2 separate regions of the Anser cygnoides genome follow, and region 1 is linked to region 2. A link is a contact called in public Hi-C data. All regions are on one chromosome and are shown on one strand. The core of a region is the stretch at or near the end of the contact, and the rest is flanking DNA. Distances in the headings are between cores, read along the strand shown. Region 1 holds the start of BCAS3 (BCAS3 microtubule associated cell migration factor). Region 2 overlaps BCAS3 (BCAS3 microtubule associated cell migration factor).

Evidence for each region. Hi-C and Micro-C count contacts between places; a contact is called where the count stands out from the background.
Region 1: a contact with region 2 is called in a Hi-C map of liver, with 9 times the contacts expected there. The contact joins the promoter of BCAS3 here to the enhancer-like site in region 2. A contact is called at or near these places in 2 of 7 Hi-C or Micro-C datasets (both in liver).

Annotation. Positions count from the first base shown.
Region 1 is chr18:10,613,305-10,616,974 of Taihu_goose_T2T_genome, reverse strand. It overlaps BCAS3 (BCAS3 microtubule associated cell migration factor), which reads left to right and starts at 1,336. Exons shown (of 26, transcript XR_010825687.1): 1 at 1,336-1,756; 2 at 2,919-3,006.
Region 2 is chr18:10,548,798-10,552,962 of Taihu_goose_T2T_genome, reverse strand. It overlaps BCAS3 (BCAS3 microtubule associated cell migration factor), which reads left to right. Exons shown (of 26, transcript XR_010825687.1): 10 at 2,793-2,869. Among named protein-coding and RNA genes, the nearest start is that of BCAS3, 65 kb to the left of the region's middle. Within about 2 kb of position 1,297, at least 2 of the 3 cell types and tissues checked have open chromatin away from gene starts, as enhancers often do. A contact at or near this core is called in liver, where this site is marked.

The DNA.
Region 1 (3,670 bases), core at 87-2,586, 64 kb before region 2:
AGCAACACTCCTTGCAACAAACTATGATGGTAATTGTCTATTTTCAATTTTACCTTGTGACATTCAACTAAAAAAAAGTCACAAAAAATGCAAGTGTAACAGTTCCATATCTGTATTATAGAATTAGAATATCCGAGTTGGAAGGGGAGGAAGGGGACCCACAAGGATCATCACATCCAACTCCTGAGTCCCCAAAGGACCACCCAAAACCTCAGACCTGAGTCTGAGTGTGTTGTCCAAATGCTTCTTGAACTCTGGCAGGCTCAGGGCTGTGACTGCTTCCCTGGGGAGCCTGTTCCAGTGCTTGACTAATGCTGCTGCTTATGATGTAAAAAAAAAAAAAAAAAAAAAGAGAAAAGACTGATTACATAGATGCAAAATTTATTTTTTCATTAAACTTGGTTGCATTCAACTGTGGTGCCTCCTTCTGTTTACTCTTGACAGTTCTGGTCTTGGGCTTCTCCAGCTGGAGAGACAGACACCTGCTTTTTTTTTCACTTTTAACAAACTAGACAAAAAACAGGCTTCTCTTTTCCTTTTTATTTTTTCTTCCTGGGAGAGCCGTTGAGTGATAGTAAGGGTTAAACACACAAAGCTCCTCAGCAGTAGAGAAACTCCCTTGCTGATGTGGATTGGCTGCAGTTTATTTTCCCCACCTATGCTATCATTTGACTGCCCTGAAATTAATTAGCGGAGCTGAGACGGGCGGTGTGGCAATGTGTAGCTGAGGTGTTAACGCAGTCCCTGTTCCATAAATCAGGTCTGAGTCACACAAGCTGTTTGTGAAACAGAGCTCCAGCATGTGCAAGGAAACAGTTCCCCGTCATCAAAAAACAGCTGAGCGCCTGTGGTGGTTCAAGAAAAGCCTGACACTTTTTCACCCTATGATGGGACAACTTGTTTAAAGGCTGGATGTGGCACTTAGGGACATGGTTTAGTGGGTGACATTGGTGGTCAGGTGATGGTTGGACCAGGTACGTTTAAGTATTTTCCAACCTTAATGATTTGATGATACTAACTTGCTGAGATGAGAAGCCACGATTTAAAACTTCCCTCATGCTGAGAGGAGCAGGGAAGGAATCCTAGAATAGGCCCTGGGGGAGCACAGAGTCCGACTGCTGGCCGTGCACAGCACCTCCCAAATACTCAGACGGGGTGTCTGAGCATTGTCCAAACACTTTTTGGGCTGTGTCACGCTCGGAGCCGTGCCCCCTTCCCTGGGGAGCCTGCTCCGGTGCCCTGACATTAGCTATTTCGCACAGAAACACGGCAGGTTACACGGAAATTATCGGGAAACAAACAATTTATTAGGCGATCATTGCGCCTCAGGGGCAGACATGGCGCCTCAAAATGGCGCCCTCCACCACGCGCCCCCTCAGCGCCGCCCGCAGCCCCCCCGCGGCCGCCGCCTTCCCGCCCATTCCCGCCGGCCCCGCCCCCGCCCACGTGCGCGGGACTGGCGCGGCGGCTCTCGCGAGATCTCGATGTAAACAAAGCTGCGGGGGGGGGGGCGGAGGGGGCAGCGCGGGCCGTGTTTTGCTGCCTCAACCAAGCTTGGGGGCGGGCCGGGGCGGGGCAGGGCGCAGCCGCTCTCCAGCTCTCTCCGCGCCCCGCCCCGTTCTGGAAACCGAGACGGGGATTGGATGGCGGCAGGGAGCGGCCCGCCCTCGGCGGCGCGTGATTGGCTGGGCGCCTGAGGTGCGCTGGGTGTCATTCCCCGTGGGGGTCCCAAATAGTGTCAGTGAGGCGGCGGCAGGTGAGGGGCGCGGGGCCGGGCGGGACGGGGCCGCTCTGAGGGGGCGGGTGGCAGCCGAGGGGCGGCGGCTGAGGCCGGGCGGGCGGCGGCCGGGGCCCCGGGGAGCGGCTGTGGGGAGGCCGCGGGGGGCGCCCGGCGGGGTCCCGGCGCTCCCCGGCCGGCCGCGGCCTGACGGACAGCGCGGCCGGGCGGCAGCGCGGGGGCCGCCGCCGGGCTCCGGGCGGTCTGTCCTGTTTTATTTTTACGTTTTCATTTATTTTTTTGCCTAGGAGTTGCTGCTCGCGGCTCCGGGGCCCGCGGGAGGGTTTCTGCGGGGCGACCCCGCCTCGGCCGCTCGGTGCGGGGCCGGCGCCGCGAGCAGGCGGGGTCTGAGGGGGGCTCGGCGCGTCCCGGCCCGGTGTTCCTGTCAGGGGCGGACGGGCGTCGCGCTGCGCTCAGGCTGCGGAACGCCCCAACTTCCAGGGGCTAAGACCGCAGGGATGGAGCCCTGCTGACAGCCGGTGCCGTGTGGGGGGTTGGCCTTTGGCGTCCCTTCAGTCCTTGGTTTGGGGTGGGGGTGAGGGGGGCACAGCGGCTGGGCGGGTTCTTGGCACCTCTGGTGCCTCTCAGGTGTCTCCTTGTCTGCAGCGAAGCTGTTGCGAATTCACATGCGAAGCGCTACAAGTGTGGAGGCAAACTTGAGGGGGTACGAAAACTGACATAAAGTAAAATGTGTTTCATCACACTTTTTATGTTACCTGCACTGTAACCCACTACAGATCTTATAAGCGCATTACACAGCAGTTATGACTGTATGTGTTTATACACATGATTTTCTGAGATCATGCCTTATTAAATTGCGGTCTTACATAATGCTGATAACACCTGTATTTCTGTACCATTATCTTTAATGTACAGTCCAAAGAAAACTTTCTATTTTATTACGCTGCTTTGTGTTGATTTTTTTGCCTTTTTTTTGCTCACACACATGACAGGAGGCGTGTTGTTTGAAGTACTGAAAAAATAATTTTTTAGAGTGCTGTAAAGGGGTGTTATACGGGTTTGTGTAAGCCATTTCCTTCTTCAGGAGTTTTTCATCATTCTGAAAAATGTGGCAAGAACTAGTATAGTAATCAATTGTTATACAAAGGATTATTATTAAAAAGAAATGCGCTTCTTACAGGTATCTGCAAAGGAACAATGGCGACAGAATCTCCACGCCGCCCTAGTCGATGTACTGGAGGAGCAGTGGTTCGTCCACAAGCTGTCACGTAAGCACCTTCTGGAAGAAAAGCCCATATTTGAAATACTTTTTATGTCTCGTATGTGAAGAACCCAGCCCAAACTCTCTGGCAAAGCCAGCTCTGAGAGCTTCTGCTGACAATACAGTTTTGTTGCATTGAGTATTTTCTAATAAACGAAAGTCAGCAGTTGTTGCTTTCCTGTCTCCTGGGCCTATGCAGGTCAAGCTGTCTCCCTCAATGGGCTGCTTTTTATGTAATACACCAAAACCTTCCATCAGCCTTCAGAGTTGTACAGTTTAAAGACAAATACTTTATCTTAAAATGTCTTGTTGTTTACTTACACAGTTTTGTTGAACAAACACCACACTGGCCATAGATTAATGACTGCAAACCTCTTCCTTAGGCTAGAGGGAACACGTGTACCAAGTTCCTTTCTTGCTGTTCTTGTAATAATACCTTGTAACAGGGATGGATGTATTAAAACATATAACCTACCACTGTAACACAATAAATTGTGTTAGAGGTTTGTCTTGCAGCCACGTGAAAGAAGAATTTGTTGTATTGTGGAATCTCTCAACAAATTCATTTGTTTGCAGTGACCTTTTTCTTCTCAGTAAGCTTGCTCACTAGAAAAATAATAAAAACACTGTAATAATAGGATTACCATACTTTTTTTTTTTTTGGTTAAATA
Region 2 (4,165 bases), core at 48-2,547:
GAGGAAATAGCTCTTTTTTTAATGCTGTTTTTCGTATCGGAGAGGAGTTTAGTACTGAGCTGAATTGTTGACCTCGCTGGAGGATATTATTAGAACTGGCTGATGTGTGTGTGGAGCTGTATCTAATTGACCAATCCAGTTCAAACTACCTACAATAGGTTTGGTGAAAACAGTTCTGTTCTTAAGATAACTTCACTTTGTTCTTTGTGTATGATTGATTTGTGATTTGAAGAATAATGCTCTTTTGTAGCTCTTCAGTTACTTCAGTTCACAGAAATAATTGAAACAGTGCCCGTTTCCAAGAAAGACATTTCTTTTTTGCCACGAGTTGTTAAAATGCTTGCTTTTGTCATTACAGAGCATCTGTTGAGTGATACTCCTTTTGTTTTCTGCTGCGAGGATATTACGAGGTGCTTGCAGAATATAGGAAATGCGAGTGAGTGATTCTGAAGTCACTGTGGAGATCTGTGTGATGAGGGTTGTCATCTGACAGCTTTTAATGATTTATTTTGTACGTAAAAGGGGAGAAAACTAAATAAAATCTGGTGGACCTGAATGTCCTTACCGACCCAGATGAGGATTGCCGAAGCAGAAGTCAGCGTTAAAACCTTACTGGTCATGATCTATAATGTCATCGGAAGAACACGGTTGTATTTACTACTTGGGGTTGTATTTACAACCTTTTCTTGCTTTCTTTGTTCCTTAAGAGTCTTTGGCTACCCACATTTTATGCACTTCTGGAATGCAATAACAATTGTGGCATCATCTCTTCAGAATTCGTTTTCCTTCCTGAGATGAAGGCAGTGATAAGGCCTTAGAAAATACTCGCTTGGTTTTGCTTTCCTGGCCTGAGATGGATTTAATTCGATGAATTGCTGCTTTTCTCCTTCCAGTGCTTTATGACCTTTGAAATAGCTTGCTGTGATCTTCCGAATTTTGCAATACCCTCACTGCTCCGGTCTAAAAAAGGAGCTGGAGCTGTTGGCCTAGCAGGAGCGGTACAGCAGCTGTTCGTGCTCGTGCCAACCAAATGCCATCAAACGTGTCTTTGAGTTTCATCAAATCTTTGTAAAACTGTGTCTGTACACTGTAGTTAATCACCCACACACCTTTCTCATTGTTTTGCGAGCCTGGAAAATGATGCTGCTCAGCTTAAAGCCTGTTGTCCTCACTAAACGGACGTTTTGGGGACCTGTTAGAAAAGATCCCGATGTTTGTCAAATGAAGAAGGTGAATACAGTTGCTTTTTCTCGCTGTAATGAGCAGATCACTATCCAAGAGTCTGACAAAAAGAGACATTGGTGGAATACTAGCTGAGATATCTGTAAGTTTTTTTAATATGTTACTTTTCAGAATGGGATCTTACGCAATACGTTTTTGTTGTTCTTTTTCTGTGTTTTTCTAAAATGCCGCTTGCTGCATCACCGTGCTCCTTCTGCCTGTGGTACGGGATCGACTGACCTGGGCTCCTTTAGAGGAGAGATGAGTCTATAAGTTTTTTAATGTTTTGGGGTTTGTCCAACCAGTGAAAGAGAATCTGAATTACTGACCTGTCTGTATTAGTGCAGGAGCTGCTGAAAACAGAGAGTGGCCGTTTGTTTGATGTCCCCTCCTTCTCCCCCCCCGCTTTGTGATATTTCTTATTTATATAGGCTTTTGTGTACCAGAAAGGATTTAGGTCTAGTAAATGGCATTATGCACGTGGCTGAAGGCCTTTGTTTACTAGCTTAAGTTTGAACACTCAAGCTCAAATCCTGTTATCAGGGCCCTAATCAGTAAACAGTTTTCTGGTTTCATCTGTGTGACTTCGGTATCTGAACTTTCAGACTCCTACCTGGACAAAGGATCCCACTGAAACCGGCCTGCTGGAACCACGCGGCGCAGGCGTGCACGGAGTCAGGGCTAGCATGTTAAAGTTCAGACACGCTGGTAGGACTCGAGTGCTAAATGCAGGCAACAGCTACACGGTGGTGTAGGAAGAGCAGCCGTCCACCCCAGGGGGCTTAATCTGAAATGACAAAAAACAAAAGAGGGGAAACAAGACAGGGAAATAGGACGGTAATAGCAATTAGGGTGAGGGTCACCATGCTACTTTTAGTTGTAGATTACTTAAGCTTTTAATTTGTTTCACCATTGTCTAGTTGATTTCAGTAGTTTTAAATTTTCTGTTTTTAATTTTAGTAGTTAAGTGTGATATTCTCAGTTGTTGCACATTTTATTTTCACCTTATACACGTGTATTTATCTATTTTTAATAACGTAATAAAAAGCAGATGAACAATGGAAATTTTGCTACTGATTTTAAAGGAATGACAAATTCACTGTAAAGTTAAGTATATGCAAAAGTCTTCTGAGAAACTAAAGGCTTGTATGTAGAATAATTAAAAACAAAACCAAAAGCACAATGCACATTTTCACACCACAAAAATCTGGAAGAGCTTGGAAGTGGAAGCATTGACCAATTGAAACGTGTCAATAAAGTAAAATTAATTAAAACGTGAAGATACAGAACCAATTGAGTCAATCCTTTAAAATCTCCCTCACCCTGCTGTATCAAAATGACATGAAGAAATGCAAACATAAGGAGAAACCATTATTTACACATAATTAACTGTTCAAAATAGCTCGTCTAACCACAGTCTTATCTTTAGGAACAAAAATCTAAGCATTTACTGAGTGATATTAGCAACTGAAAGGTTTTTGTTTAGACTTTTTGTTTTCTTGGCAATAAGTAAAATTCCTTGCAAGAAGTCAGTAAGATATTTCTTAATGCTGCCTTTTAAAACTTTTCAGGCTGCTATCCATGTCCAGGGCCAAACATGAATCCTATAGCGCTCGGAAGCCGTTGGCTTGCTTATGCAGAAAATAAGGTAAGGAAAGATTTGATTTCAAAAAATACTTTTTTTTTTTTCTTTGTACTCTATAAACAAGAGCTAGAATGAAATCTAGAAACAATCTCAGAAACAAGCTGTGTAAAAAAGATCTGTAAGAGGACTTGCGTAACGATGACAGATCTAATCTTTGACCCACACTAGCTGCGCTTTGGTATTCATGTGTCATATCTTTACTCTGTGCATTTGATTTAAGTTCATGAACTTGATAAATGCGTAAGTCGTGTGGGCAGAGAAGAAAGCTATCAACATATATGCTCAGTGAGAGACTCAATCAATCCATTTTGCATTTGAAAATCCTAAAACACCTCTGAAAGGCAAGGAAGGATTCTTAAATTCTCTTTGGGCAAACCGAGTCAGAACAGAGCCTGTGGTTTGTCTGACAACTCAGCAATACACTTTGTAGATTAGGAAATCTGTTTTTTTCACATCCTTGCTGAAATTGATAAGCTCTAGGGGAAAAAAAAAAAAGTTAATTTTTCTTATTTCTAGATATAAGAAGAAAATAGATCCCAAGCAAAACAATTATCACTCTTATTAAAGCTTGAAGTGTTTGAAAAGTTTAATTTCAGCTTCTAATTCCTTATTTTAATTTTGAAGCAGATGTTTTTTCTCCCTTCCACTTGCACCTGGAATAGCTGTTTCTTGGGCTGAAACAGGAGTTACCAGAGAAACAGACTTTATAACTTTATTATACCCTTTCATGCACAACCGATTTCTCTGCAAATTCAGGCCTGCCTTTCCTTTAATGCCACACTTACGGGGTTTTATAAAACTTAACCAGTCAACTTGAGATTTAAAAAGTGCTACTGCCAAAAATATAAACCACTGATCAACGAAAAGAATTACATCAGAAAATAAATTTAAATAGCTTGTGTGTTCCCAGGTATATTCTCTGTGGACATCTCCTTTCTCCCTAGTTTAATTATTTTTATTTAGATATTTAAATATAAGCAGAAAAGTAATACCTTTAGAAACAAATATATCTTAACAGTGATTTTTTAGTTTCTTTTAGCAAAAACAGTTAAACGGGCAAACATGTTCTGTGTACCAGTAACAAATATCCATAGTTCTTTGCCATTTTATTTAATAAGAAGCACAGCTTCTATTGTTAGTTGGAGTTCAATGGCAAGAACTGCTTTTGTAGGTTGATGGAAGGTAGAAGAGTCTTGTTTTGATTTATTAAATTTGATGGAAAGCAATATAGAGTAAACCCCATGTACATTCCTCTAATCTATTAAATGTAAAGTTTAAAGTTGCTCTCTTCCTTTGTCG